2 separate regions of the Sus scrofa genome follow, and region 2 is linked to region 1. The links are chromatin contacts, called in public HiChIP or PLAC-seq maps. All regions are on one chromosome and are shown on one strand. Each heading gives the region's core, a stretch centred on a gene start, on an enhancer-like site or on the middle of the called end of the contact. The rest is flanking DNA. Distances are from core to core; before and after follow the strand shown.

The links. HiChIP or PLAC-seq counts read pairs in DNA pulled down with a chosen protein or histone mark.
Region 2: an H3K27ac HiChIP or PLAC-seq map of alveolar macrophages shows a contact between it and region 1. The contact joins the promoter of LOC110261661 here to the promoter of HIST1H2BD in region 1. A contact is called at or near these places in 1 of 5 promoter capture datasets (fetal skeletal muscle), 3 of 47 Hi-C or Micro-C datasets (heart right ventricle, retroperitoneal adipose tissue and subcutaneous adipose tissue) and 2 of 2 datasets of contacts at active chromatin or transcription factors (alveolar macrophages and skeletal muscle).

Annotation. Positions count from the first base shown.
Region 1 is chr7:20,819,783-20,825,866 of Sscrofa11.1, reverse strand. It overlaps HIST1H2BD (histone cluster 1, H2bd), which reads right to left and starts at 4,777. Exons shown (of 2, transcript NM_001243656.1): 1 at 4,342-4,777. The coding sequence starts at 4,731. The coding sequence ends at 4,351.
Region 2 is chr7:21,620,564-21,626,944 of Sscrofa11.1, reverse strand. It overlaps LOC110261661 (histone H1.5), which reads left to right and starts at 4,299. Exons shown (of 1, transcript XM_021099835.1): 1 at 4,299-5,082. The coding sequence starts at 4,349. The coding sequence ends at 5,029. It overlaps LOC100525821, which reads left to right and starts at 207. Exons shown (of 4, transcript XM_021099852.1): 1 at 207-547; 2 at 1,611-1,982. The coding sequence starts at 234. It overlaps LOC100512420 (histone H2B type 1-K), which reads left to right and starts at 6,281. Exons shown (of 2, transcript XM_021099846.1): 1 at 6,281-6,381. The coding sequence starts at 6,315. It also overlaps the pseudogene LOC100511884.

The DNA.
Region 1 (6,084 bases), core at 3,528-6,027:
GCGCGCGCGCTTTTTAGGACCTCACCCATTGCATGTGGAGGTTCCCAGGCTAGGGGTCAAATCAGAGCTGCAGCTGCTGTGCTATGCCACAGACCTGATCTGAGCCATGTCTGCAACCTACAGCTCATGGCAACACCAGATCCTTAACCCACTGCATGAGGCCGGGATTGAACCCGCATCCTCATGGATGCTAGTCAGATTCGTTACCACTGAGCCACAGTGGGAACTCCACTGTAAGCTTTCTTGATGATCTTCCAAAACTGAGGGCTCCTGGAGGTCAAGGACCTTTCTCTTTGTATCCCCAGTGTCTGTGTGAGTGACTAGCCCAGAGATATTCAATGACTATCTCTTAAATAAATTGATTTATAAATAAATACTCTATTAATAAATAAAAGAGTATTTATAATAAATACTAATAAATACCAAAAAACCCCCTATTGCCATGGTACAATTTATTATGGCATTTGAACACACATCAAGAATCCTCATAAATCTTAATGATGGAATCTGATGAAGGTAAACTCAAAACAGAAAATCACAAAATGATTTCATGTGTGACTAGTAGAGATTAAAAAAAAAAATCCATGCAATATATTAAACCTTATCCAGCCATTGTTTAAGGTAATAATAAACATGACCAAATAACATTTGGCCTAGGATTGGAAGTACGAATTAACATGTAAGAATTTACATATACTTCATTGTAACAAGTTAAAGGAGAAAAAGATAAGCTTTCATCAGAGGCCCCAAATTGGTAAATCATTCTTAATAAAAACATTTAACATAGAATTAAAAGGAAACGACATCACACAATAAAGACTACGCACACACACACAAAGTGTTATTATAAATCATGAACTATCAAAGCTATTTGCACATAAAAGAGGAAAAAGATGGTGACACCTACTATCAGGTCTAATACGGAACAGTCTGTGATTTTATCTGACATAATAACATGATAAAAGAGGTTAAGAAAAATAGTTATTGCTGAGGATATCAAACTTTTTTATTTGCTAATGATCGTGTAATATGCAATGAAAATCATGGCAGCCCATTAAATATTGATTAGCATTAATAGAATTTAGTAATTAGCTAGATACAAAAAACATGTAAATAATCACTCAGTTATCTTCACTCCCACCCCCCCACCCCACCCCCGCCAATTTCATAGTGCTTCAGCCTGATACGATGTGTTCACATAGATTAGAAGTTACAACCACATGAAAAGCAGCATTACCTTTGTTGTAAGGACATATAGGGCTAGGTTCAGTGTTACACAGTAACCCCTTATGTTGTATCATTTTTCACTCATTTATTTCTTTTCTTTTCTGTTTTTTAGGGCTGCACCTGTGGCATATGGAAGTTCCCAGGCTAGGGGTTGAATCGGAGCTGCAGCTACAGCTGCCGGCGTACACCACAGCCACAGCAACTTGGGATCCAAGCTGTGTATGTGACCTACACTGCAGCTCACAGCAACACAGGATCCCATTGTGCCAAGTCAGGAATCAAACCCACATCCTTATGGATACGACTCAGATTCATTTCCACTGTACCACAACAGGAACTTCCTCATTTATTTCTAATTATATTTTTCACTCATTTATTTCAAATTATATGAAATAATCCATTAATTCTAAGAAGTTATCAGCCACAATCTTTAAATCTCACCTTTACATCATTTTCAGTTTGTCCTGTTACTATGACTAGATGCATGCCAGAAAATTTTATTAACTCCAGGTCCTTTTTTTTTTTTTTTTTTTTTTTTTTGCACAGGTGGGAGGCATGTGGAAAATCCTGGGCCAGGGAGTGAACCCGCACCACAGCAGTGACTAGAACTGCTGCTGCAATAATGCTGGATCCTTAACCTGCTAGGCCACAAGATTACTCCAATTCCAGATATCTTAAATTCACTTATACATTCTTCTCTCTGAATTTTGGATAAAAAATGATATATGTAATTAATTAATTATAATGGAATCAAAATAAAAAACTTACTGGGTGATTTTAATTAATTACATATATCATGTTATAGAATAATATTTGTCTTCTATACTCATATATAGAAAACAAAAATTCTAGAAATAAATGTATCTATATTTCTAGAATTTTTTTCAAATCTGTGTGATTATTCTTTGTAGTCTTACATATTTTACAGTTTTTTTAAAGATATTAAATTTAGTCACTTGAAATCTATTATCTGTTAATTCGTGCTTTTTTTTGCATTGTCTATTGCTCTTGTTCCTGTTGTCTTGTTTCATGGTATGTTTGGTTAATTTTGGTTGTGTAGCTGCTCATTCATTTTCTTGGATATTTATCTACGGAGATTTATTGGGGCCTAGAAGGAAGTTTATTCTTCCAGGGAGGATTTGCATTTGCTTTTATCAGGTGCTCAAGGGCATCAAACCAGTTTGGAATATCCCTAAAATAAATTCCCACCCTGGTTGTTTTTTTCTTTTGTCTTTTTGCCTTTTCTAGGGCTGCTTCTGCAGCATATGGAGATTCCCAGGCTAGGGGTCTAATCAGAACTGTAGCCATCGGCCTACACCACAGCCACAGCAACAAGGATCTGAGTCGTGTCTGTGACCTACACCACAGCTCACGGCAACGCCGGATCCTTAACCCACTGAGCAAGGCCAGGGATTGAACCCGAAACCTCATAGTTCCTAGTTGGATTCTTTAACCACTGCGCCACAGTAGGAACTCTGCACCCTGGGTGTTTTGAATCCTCGCAGTATTAATGATGAAATGAGTAAGAGCGAAGGCTGGCTTATAGTCCAAATTCTCAGCAGTAGCATCCGCTTGCCAGGCAACAAGGCTCAGGGCCAACTTTGCAATCATCAATGATGAGTTGTATGTGTGCATGTTTATTACTAGTTTATTCTGGTCTGGTGTCTCAGCTTCACTGGAAAAGAGTTCTTATCAGGCTCCCCACCAGGGCCAGTCTTCACATAACACCATAAAAAACACAGCTTAGGTTTGGGTGACGCCAGCTGAGGCGCTTGTGGTTTCAACATGGACCAAACCCCTGGGTCTGAGAGTTCCTTACTTTTGTAGTGGCTCTTTGTTGTTTTTATAATTTTAAAAAATACGTTTCTAAATTTTAATTGTCCATCCAAGTACCCAGATTGCCTTATTATGGAAAATCTATCCCCATGATCCATGAATCTCTCTGTTTGGGAGATGTGAGAACCCTAGAGTTTCTAAATTCATTCTTCTCTCAGCCTACAATACCACTGCCTACCATTGAGATTTTCCATCTCAATCAGCACTTCACTCCCAGTCCAGCCTCATCTACTTTGCAATTTTCTTGGCCACCTCTGATTATCGATTCCTTTCCTTCCTGCCACAGGCTCCCCCGCCCCCACTTCCTTTCAGAGGTTTTATCTTCCCCAGCAATGAAAACACTTAAGGCTATCCGACTTAGTGCAGCAAAAGCCAACTGCTGCCAGAAGGGGCTGCCTGCCCTTCCCTTTCTACTTCCTCTCTACCCTTGATGCTCGGGGACATTCGGTAAAGCGGTAAGGGTGCTGAAAAGGGGGCTTAAGCCCTGATTCCGACACATTAACCGATTGAGAGTTTGGGCTTCTCTCTTTTGACCCAGAGAATATTAAAGCTGAATGCTGCCCCGCCCCCAGGACTAAGAATTAATTAGGACTTTCTGGGAAAGAAGATAGAGTAGCTGAGAGGATTTCAAGGGATTTCAAAGACGGCTTCCCTTTCCTTTTCCCTTCCGTCGGATCCTTTAGGATAGTTTGGGCTTCTCCTTTACCTCCCCTGCCGCTGCTCAGAACCTCAAGCAGAACTGCACCAATTACAAAGCAAGCAAACCAGTAAAGCCTTTGCAATATATCTGTGAAAACTCACATTGTCTTCAGCCTTTTTTCAGATATGTCTACATGGCTTGAAAAAGAAAAAAGAAAAATAGAATAGAAAAAGTGCAGAATGAAGTTGTCAGAGCATGCTGTTTCCTGCTCTGGGTAATCTGTCATCCGCAAGTTCTGGAACAACGCCAGGATCAACTTGGAGACCTACACACGGAAAGGAAAGGTGTACCCTTGAAATGGCATTTTGAGTGCAAACTAACATTTAGTTAGGTGACATTAAATAATTCATCGGTACTTGCCCACAGTGAACCCGCAACCTATGGCACATAGTTATTGCGTAGGTTCTTCATAAGTATTTCCTAAGTAGCTGTTATTGGAGCACTAAAGCATGGCAACGAAACTTTAAATTTGGGGGAACTCAAAAAGTAGTCTTTGGAATTAAACAATTACAACTCATTTGCTGAGAGCATGCGTGGCTCTTAAAAGAGCCTTTGGGGTTAACAGTAAAGATGCTTACTTGGCAAATTTATTTGGAGCTGGTGTACTTGGTGACGGCCTTAGTGCCCTCGGACACGGCGTGCTTGGCCAGCTCCCCGGGCAGCAGCAGCCGCACGGCCGTCTGGATCTCCCGGGACGTGATGGTCGAGCGCTTGTTGTAATGCGCCAGCCGCGAGGCCTCACCCGCGATGCGCTCGAAGATGTCGTTGACAAAGGAGTTCATGATGCCCATGGCTTTGGACGAGATGCCAGTGTCCGGGTGGACCTGCTTCAGCACCTTGTACACGTACACGGAGTAGCTCTCCTTGCGGCTGCGCTTGCGCTTCTTGCCATCCTTCTTCTGCGCCTTAGTCACCGCTTTCTTGGACCCCTTCTTCGGGGCGGGAGCAGATTTGGTGGGTTCAGGCATAGCAGCGTTAAAAGTTAGAACTGCAAGGCTAACACCTGGGAAAATAGTCAGTCAGGGTGAGGCCACATTTATTTATAGATGCGGTATTCAAATGAGGTTAGTAAGGTTTCGCTCACGATTGGATTAATTTTATTGTGGCGTCACAAACACGAATGTAAATGAAACTTGCAGGTCTACGTTTCCATTGGCTGTTAACTTACTTTGCTTCGACCCAATCAGAGGGCTTGGACTAGGCTACTCACAGCTAGTATAAATAGTTTTTTCAAGTAGTTGCACTCTGTATTTCACCGCTAAGAGAAGGCTGCTTAGCCTAGAACGGGTTAGTTTTAATAACTCGGTGCATTGGGTTTGCACGCAACTAGCAGCCATCTAAGTGTCCTGCTGATGAAGTTGGTGGGCAAACGCCTTATCCTGCGCCTGGGACAGCTAATAATTTGCAGCCACCACATACATCAACTTGAAGGTGAGCTGGGTCACCTTCAAGTTCACGTTCGTTAACCTTAACATTTGTGCAATGGATACTTAGAAGATAGCGCTAGGGCAACACGAACGGAATCAGTCCTGACTCCCAAACGTGTGCAAGATGTGGGCCTTCTACCCAACCAAACTCGGGACAGACAAAATACCCGGCCCGCTACACCTCCCACAGGTTTTAAATGAATCGCTATGAAGACCCACCTCCCGTCCCCGGAGGCCCGCCCTTTAACTCGCAGCCTTTTCCTCCCAGCCACGCCCCCTTAAGAGTGTGCAACAGCTCTTTTCCGGAGATCTGTGGGTGGCTCTGAAAAGAGCCTTTGGGTTGTGTAGAGCTTGTAAGCCGTTGGCCAAAGGGACTTCCTATTTCTTCTTGGCTGCCGCCTTCTTTGGCTTGGCTGCCTTGGGCTTGGCGGTCTTTGGTTTAGCCGCCTTAGGTTTCACCGCTTTGGCCTTCGCTGGGCTCTTGGGCGCCTTCTTAGGCTTGGCGGCTCTCGCTTTTTTGGGGCTCTTTGCTTTTTTGGCTCCTGCAGCCGCGGCAGGCTTCTTCGCCTTCTTTGGAGTCTTTTTGGCGCTCTTCTTCGGGGTGGCCGTCCCCGTCGCCTTCTTGGGCTTCTTAGCCGCTCCCGCGGGCTTTTTGGGCTTAGCCGCGCCCGTTTTCTTGGCTTTGGGTTTCGCTTCCCCGGTGGCCGCCTTCTTGTTGAGCTTGAAAGAGCCGGAGGCGCCAGTGCCCTTGGTTTGCACCAGGGTGCCCTTGCTCACCAAACTCTTCAGACCCAACTTGATACGGCTGTTGTTCTTCTCCACATCGTAGCCAGCGGCCGCCAGCGCCTTTTTGAGCGCAGCCAAGGACACGCCGCTGCGCTCCTTGGAGGCGGC
Region 2 (6,381 bases), core at 3,050-5,549, 800 kb before region 1:
AACAGAGGAAAAAAAAATTAGAAGCTGAACTAGGAGATTTTTTTTTGGCGCCTATTTGATGCAGGAGTCTAAGCACCACCCTTTCCTTTCTGCTTGAAAACATGGGCGGGGCTTCGGGTCTGGAAACTCCCTGAGGCGGTAGAGCTGGCCTGAGCAGTTCCCAAACAGGTCCGAACCACCACTATATAAACGCGACACTGCAACAGTACAGCATACTTGCTAAGGCAATAGACATGTCTGGTCGTGGCAAGGGCGGGAAAGGTCTGGGGAAAGGAGGCGCTAAGCGCCACCGCAAGGTGCTGCGGGACAACATCCAGGGCATCACCAAGCCTGCCATCCGGCGCCTGGCCCGGCGCGGCGGCGTCAAGCGCATCTCCGGTCTCATCTACGAGGAGACCCGCGGGGTGCTGAAGGTGTTCCTGGAGAACGTGATCCGGGACGCCGTCACCTACACCGAGCACGCCAAGCGCAAGACCGTCACCGCCATGGACGTGGTCTACGCGCTCAAGCGCCAGGGCCGCACCCTCTACGGCTTCGGCGGCTAGAGGTACCTCAAGCAAGTACTCTTACTCAAAAGGCCCTTCTTAGGGCCACCCACCAAATCTATTGAAGAGCCATACACAACATGCACTTAAGGTTTTTTTTCTTTTGGACCACTTAACTGTGGAGTCTGGCTTAGGGCAACTATAGCGTCGAAAATGGGGTATTTAAACCGAGCTTTGTCACTTAACCCATACCCCATCAGCAACCACACCTATCGTTATCAGTTTGATCGTAATCCGTACATTAACTCTGCACAGACATTAAGTGTAGCCTGGGCTTATTGGCCATTTCAACTGCCCGCACAGCAACATCTAGGGCAAAGTGGTTACACTACGTTAGAGCTGGCAGTGCGTAGTACAATCAAACCCTTTTACAGAAGAAGTTGGCCAGCTCTCGTTTTAATAAAGTGTTTAAGCACGCTGAAGCTTAATAACCCTGGCATAGGACTTGGCTAGATTTCAACTTCAATGCCTTTTTCATACACCAGTTCCCTTTCATGTTATTTAGTAAACTTTTTGTCAAGGATCCAATTATGACGCCGTATTTAAAGTAGCAGAAAGCACTTTAAGAATGTTGATGCATCCTGCAGGCTTTTTTTAAAGCCAATAAAATTTTATCTTTTTTTTTTTTTTTTTTTTGTCTTTTTTGCTATCTCTTGGGCCGCTCCCGCGGCATATGGAGGTTCCCAGGCTAGGGGTCCAATCGGAGCTGAGCCACCGGCCTACGCCAGAGCCACAGCAACGCGGGATCCGAGCCGCTCACAGCTCACGGCAACGCCGGATCGTTAACCCACTGAGCAAGGGCAGGGAGCGAACCCGCAACCTCATGGTTCTTAGTCGGATTCGTTAACCACTGCGCCACGACGGGAACTCCTAAAATTTTATTCTGTACAATAAACCCAATGGCCAAATCAGAAGCGCGAAAATGCTTCCTTAAAGAATAAACCCAGATCCAAATCTGTGGGCGGGAAATGGTGGAAAGGTGGGGCAAGTGGAAAGGGCGGGGCAGGGGAGGGAGGCTGCGCCCTATTGTCCAATCAAGACTCGAGGGTCACTATATATATTGAGAAGCCAGCCTCCTCTGCGATTAAGCAAGTGGCGCGACTCAGCCATGGCTCGTACCAAGCAGACCGCTCGCAAGTCCACCGGCGGCAAGGCGCCGCGCAAGCAGCTGGCCACCAAGGCGGCCCGCAAGAGCGCGCCCGCCACCGGCGGCGTGAAGAAGCCGCACCGCTACCGGCCCGGCACGGTGGCCCTGCGCGAGATCCGGCGCTACCAGAAGTCCACGGAGCTGCTGATCCGCAAGCTGCCGTTCCAGCGGCTGGTGCGCGAGATCGCGCAGGACTTCAAGACGGACCTGCGCTTCCAGAGCTCGGCCGTGATGGCGCTGCAGGAGGCGTGCGAGGCCTACCTGGTGGGGCTCTTCGAGGACACCAACCTGTGCGCCATCCACGCCAAGCGCGTCACCATCATGCCCAAGGACATCCAGCTGGCTCGCCGCATCCGCGGGGAAAGAGCTTAAATCTCCTGGCATCTTCCTTCATCTAATACCCTACCCCAAAGGCTCTTTTCAGAGCCCCTCAATTCTCACCAAAAAGGAGCTGTGGGTTCTAGATGATATATGTCGTGCCAAAAATATCAAGGTTCTTGGAAGACAGCTATTGTGGGCTCCAACTTGTTCGGAGGTTATGTTGCAGACTGCAAGTGGCTGGCACTTTGTTCTTAGGTTAGCCTATTGCTGTTAACGGGAAGGCGGAGAAACCCTTTTTAGAAACTAAACAGTTATGGGAGTTATGGAAAGAACTGTTGCCCCATTCTTTGTTATTACTGCCTAACGTGAATAACTTTGGAAACAAGTGCAGCTTCCCCTCGCCCCCCAAGTACTGTGCTGTGACTACAGATAGTGCTCCATGTCTTCCTGTTGTAGAAAGAAATAAGGTTGAGGTTCAAGCCTTACAGCTGCCAATTGCTTTTACCTGTATAACCTTTACCAAGTTACACAGCCTCCTTCTGGGACTCCTTTGTACAGCTGTAAAATGTGGCAAACGGATTAAAGTTTGTAGAGAGTGCTAAGGTTAGTTCCTGGCACTTTAGTTAAATACTCAACAAATATTGGCCTCTCCTACCACTAAAGCATGGACCTCGCCACCCCTCAAACCCCCTTACAAAATATTCTGAAGGTTTGGGGATTAAAAATGGGAAATGCTTAGTTGGAACATTTTCTTGTTAAAATCTCCCTTTCTTTAGTTATTGATTTGCATAATTCTGAACGATGCAAGCAAGCCTGAAGCAGCATAACGTGTCTGTGAGGAGTTACAAAACACAACAATAGTAAATAGGTTTAGGGGGCAAAATATAGTCTGTCACATTAAAAAAAAATTTAAAATGGAAAAAATTGGCTGGAGGGCCATGCAAAAACAGATGACTGTCCAGATTTTACTAGAGTAGGCTGTAATTTCAATTCCAGGAGCTCCTGGGGTTGAAGTGTGTTGGTTCTCCGTTTTTCAAAGGGAAGAACCAACTGCTGGTTGCATTAGGTATCCTAAACATCACAACCAAGCTCAAAATCCTGTCCATATCTCGCACCTCTCCTCAGTAAATAGAAAAATTCACTGTCCCTTCAAACTTTTGGTCATTGCCTCAGTTTTCTTGAATGTTAATGTTTTCCTAATTTCTTCTAAACTTCTATAACCTCCAGTCCCTTAATGCTCAACCCATACTTCTCATAGTAGGCAATTATTTCACTGAAGCATATAGGTCTATCTTAAATACATAAAAATTCCCACACTGATGTCCTACAAAAGAGAATGTTCCTGACCATGGAAATTTGTTAAATGTAGATGGAGTTAAGGAGTTTGAGTGAGAGCACTGGGAAAAGCGCCTTGAAAGATAGACAAAATCCCATGCCATCTAAAACAGTTTGAGGTTTTGAGGGCTCCTGGAAACCCTTGAATAATTTTTATCAGGTATCAGAGTTTTTTTTAAAAATACATTATCTAGGCTAAGCAATTTTTGTTCATACTTTAATGGATTTGCCAAGGAGAAAAGGCATCTCAGTCAAAAACATACTAAATTTGTTTGAATTTGAATGCAGTTCATTCCATCCTGAAGCCAAAGCAAATTCTATTCCTCCTGGAAGAAGTCACTCTGGCAACAGTACTATTACGTCTCTGAAGACATGGGCATGTGGAAACTCCTTGAGAGGCAAAACCGGTTTTTAAAGAAAGATGTATATGGTTAATTTGGGGCTGTATGTAACCAGCCACCCTGCGCCTGTGTTACTTCCTGCAGTTGGAAACCAAGTTTATGGCAAAACCAAGGAACCTAGTGTCTTTCCTACTGCAAGAATCAAAGGCCGAATTTAGGGACAAATCCTTTTTAAAAACATTCGCTTGATACTTATTAGGAATTTACTGTAACATCCAACTAACTAGCTCGATGCCTTGAGCCCGGTGGATTCCTATGAAAAGCTGAAGGGATTTTTTAAAATATCTTTCATCAGTTGCGCGTAATTCATTAAAACACAAACAAGTATGTGAACCTGGAGGCTATTTTCCTCCTTTGGAGTTTCAAAGGATAAAATTCTGTACGATTTTTTTTAGCATTTAATCAAATTTGGGGGACTAACAAACACAGTTTGGAAGTCCAACCACGAGAGGCGGCTGCCCTAGGGCGGTGGATTGGACGCTCCACCAATCACAGGGCAGCACCGGCTTATATAAGCCCCAGGCCCCAGCAAGGCAGCATTGCAAAACTTGCTCTTCGGATCTTGAATCCTACTTCCTCTGGCAGTTTCTCCCATCGCCATGTCGGAAACCGCTCCTGCTGAGACGGCTGCCCCGGCGCCGGTGGAGAAATCCCCTGCTAAGAAGAAGGCAACAAAGAAGCCTGCGAGCGGAGGGGCGGCCAAGCGGAAGGCAACTGGCCCCCCAGTTTCTGAGCTGATCACTAAGGCCGTGGCCGCCTCCAAAGAGCGCAATGGCCTCTCTTTGGCTGCGCTCAAGAAGGCGCTGGCAGCGGGAGGCTACGATGTGGAGAAGAACAACAGCCGCATCAAGCTGGGTCTCAAGAGCCTGGTGAGCAAGGGCACCCTGGTGCAGACCAAGGGCACCGGTGCTTCTGGCTCCTTTAAGCTCAATAAGAAGGCAGCCACTGGGGAAGCCAAGCCCAAAACGAAGAAGGCTGGGGCCGCTAAGGCAAAGAAGCCTGCCGGGTCCACCCCTAAGAAGCCAAAGAAGGCTGCGGGGGCCAAGAAAGCTGTGAAGAAGACGCCCAAGAAGGCCAAGAAACCCGCGGCTGCTGGCGTCAAAAAGGTGGCCAAGAGCCCTAAGAAGGCGAAGGCCGCCGCCAAGCCGAAAAAGGCTGCCAAGAGCCCCGCTAAGCCCAAGGCTGTGAAGCCTAAGGCCGCCAAGCCCAAAGCCGCAAAGCCTAAGGCAGCAAAACCCAAAGCTGCAAAGGCCAAGAAGGCGGCTCCCAAGAAGAAGTAGGAAGTTGGCGCTCGAGGTAGCAAACCCCCAAAGGCTCTTTTCAGAGCCACCCAGAGACCTCTGAAAACAGCTGTGCACTAAATATCAACTGTCCTCTTATATTCTTACTTTGGTTCAGGCATTCAACTTTCTTCCTCCGAGAAAGTTTACAAAATACGAAGGATGTAATAACATGGCTGAAACTTTAAAAAGCCCGCGCCGTGTTCTGATAGGTCCCTGATTCAAAAAACAATAACTACGCCCACACCCGCCACTTCGGGCGCCGCCGCGCGAGATCTGATCCGTATGAGTGTCCTAAAAGCCAAAGGTCACACGAACGCGGGATCCTTAAGCCCCAAGCTCAAAAACCGGGGTGCACCAGGGATCCAACCCAACACGCATCTCTCGTGTGTACTATTTGTTTTTGGGTTCGTTGAGCCACAAGGGGGAGGGAGAAGTTCCCGATTTTAAGATGGCTCTTGGCTCAACTTCCGCAAACCACCGGTAACAGTGACAATTGGATTGACACGAGCCAGCTCTTCCACAGAAAAAGTAGGTGGCTCTGAAAAGAGCCTTTGGTTTAGAAGGCTTTGCTACGGAAACCTTACTTGCCCTTGGCCTTGTGGTGGCTCTCGGTCTTCTTGGGCAGCAGCACCGCCTGGATGTTGGGCAGGACGCCGCCCTGAGCGATGGTGACTTTGCCCAGCAGCTTGTTGAGCTCCTCGTCGTTGCGGATGGCCAGCTGCAAGTGGCGCGGGATGATGCGCGTCTTCTTGTTATCGCGAGCCGCGTTGCCCGCCAGCTCCAGGATCTCGGCCGTCAGGTACTCCAGCACCGCCGCCAAGTACACCGGCGCCCCAGCTCCAACCCGCTCGGCATAGTTGCCCTTGCGGAGCAGGCGGTGCACTCGGCCCACCGGGAACTGGAGCCCGGCTCGCGAGGAGCGGGTCTTGGCCTTGGCGCGAGCTTTACCTCCTGCTTCCCACGTCCAGACATGATCCGCAATAGGAAACTGGCACAGAAGAGACTGAAGAGAAAAGAGAAACACTCACAATTTATAACTACAGCTGGGCGCGAAAAAGAAGTTCTTCCATTGGCCAAAACAGCGGTTCTACTTTTTAGAAGACTAATACAGTTCCTGTAGATGCGCGTTCTGATTGGATATCATTGAAAATGACATCATTACTAGTATTTCCCAATCAGACCTAGGCATTCACTAGATATAATTTGCATAAGGAGTTGTAAATAAAAAGAACCCGATGCTCCCGTTGTTCTTCGTTTCTGGAGAATTTGGCAACCTTTCACCATGCCTGAGCCAGCTAAATCTGCCCCAGCCCCAAAGAAGGGCTCCAAGAAGGCGGTGACCAAGGCGC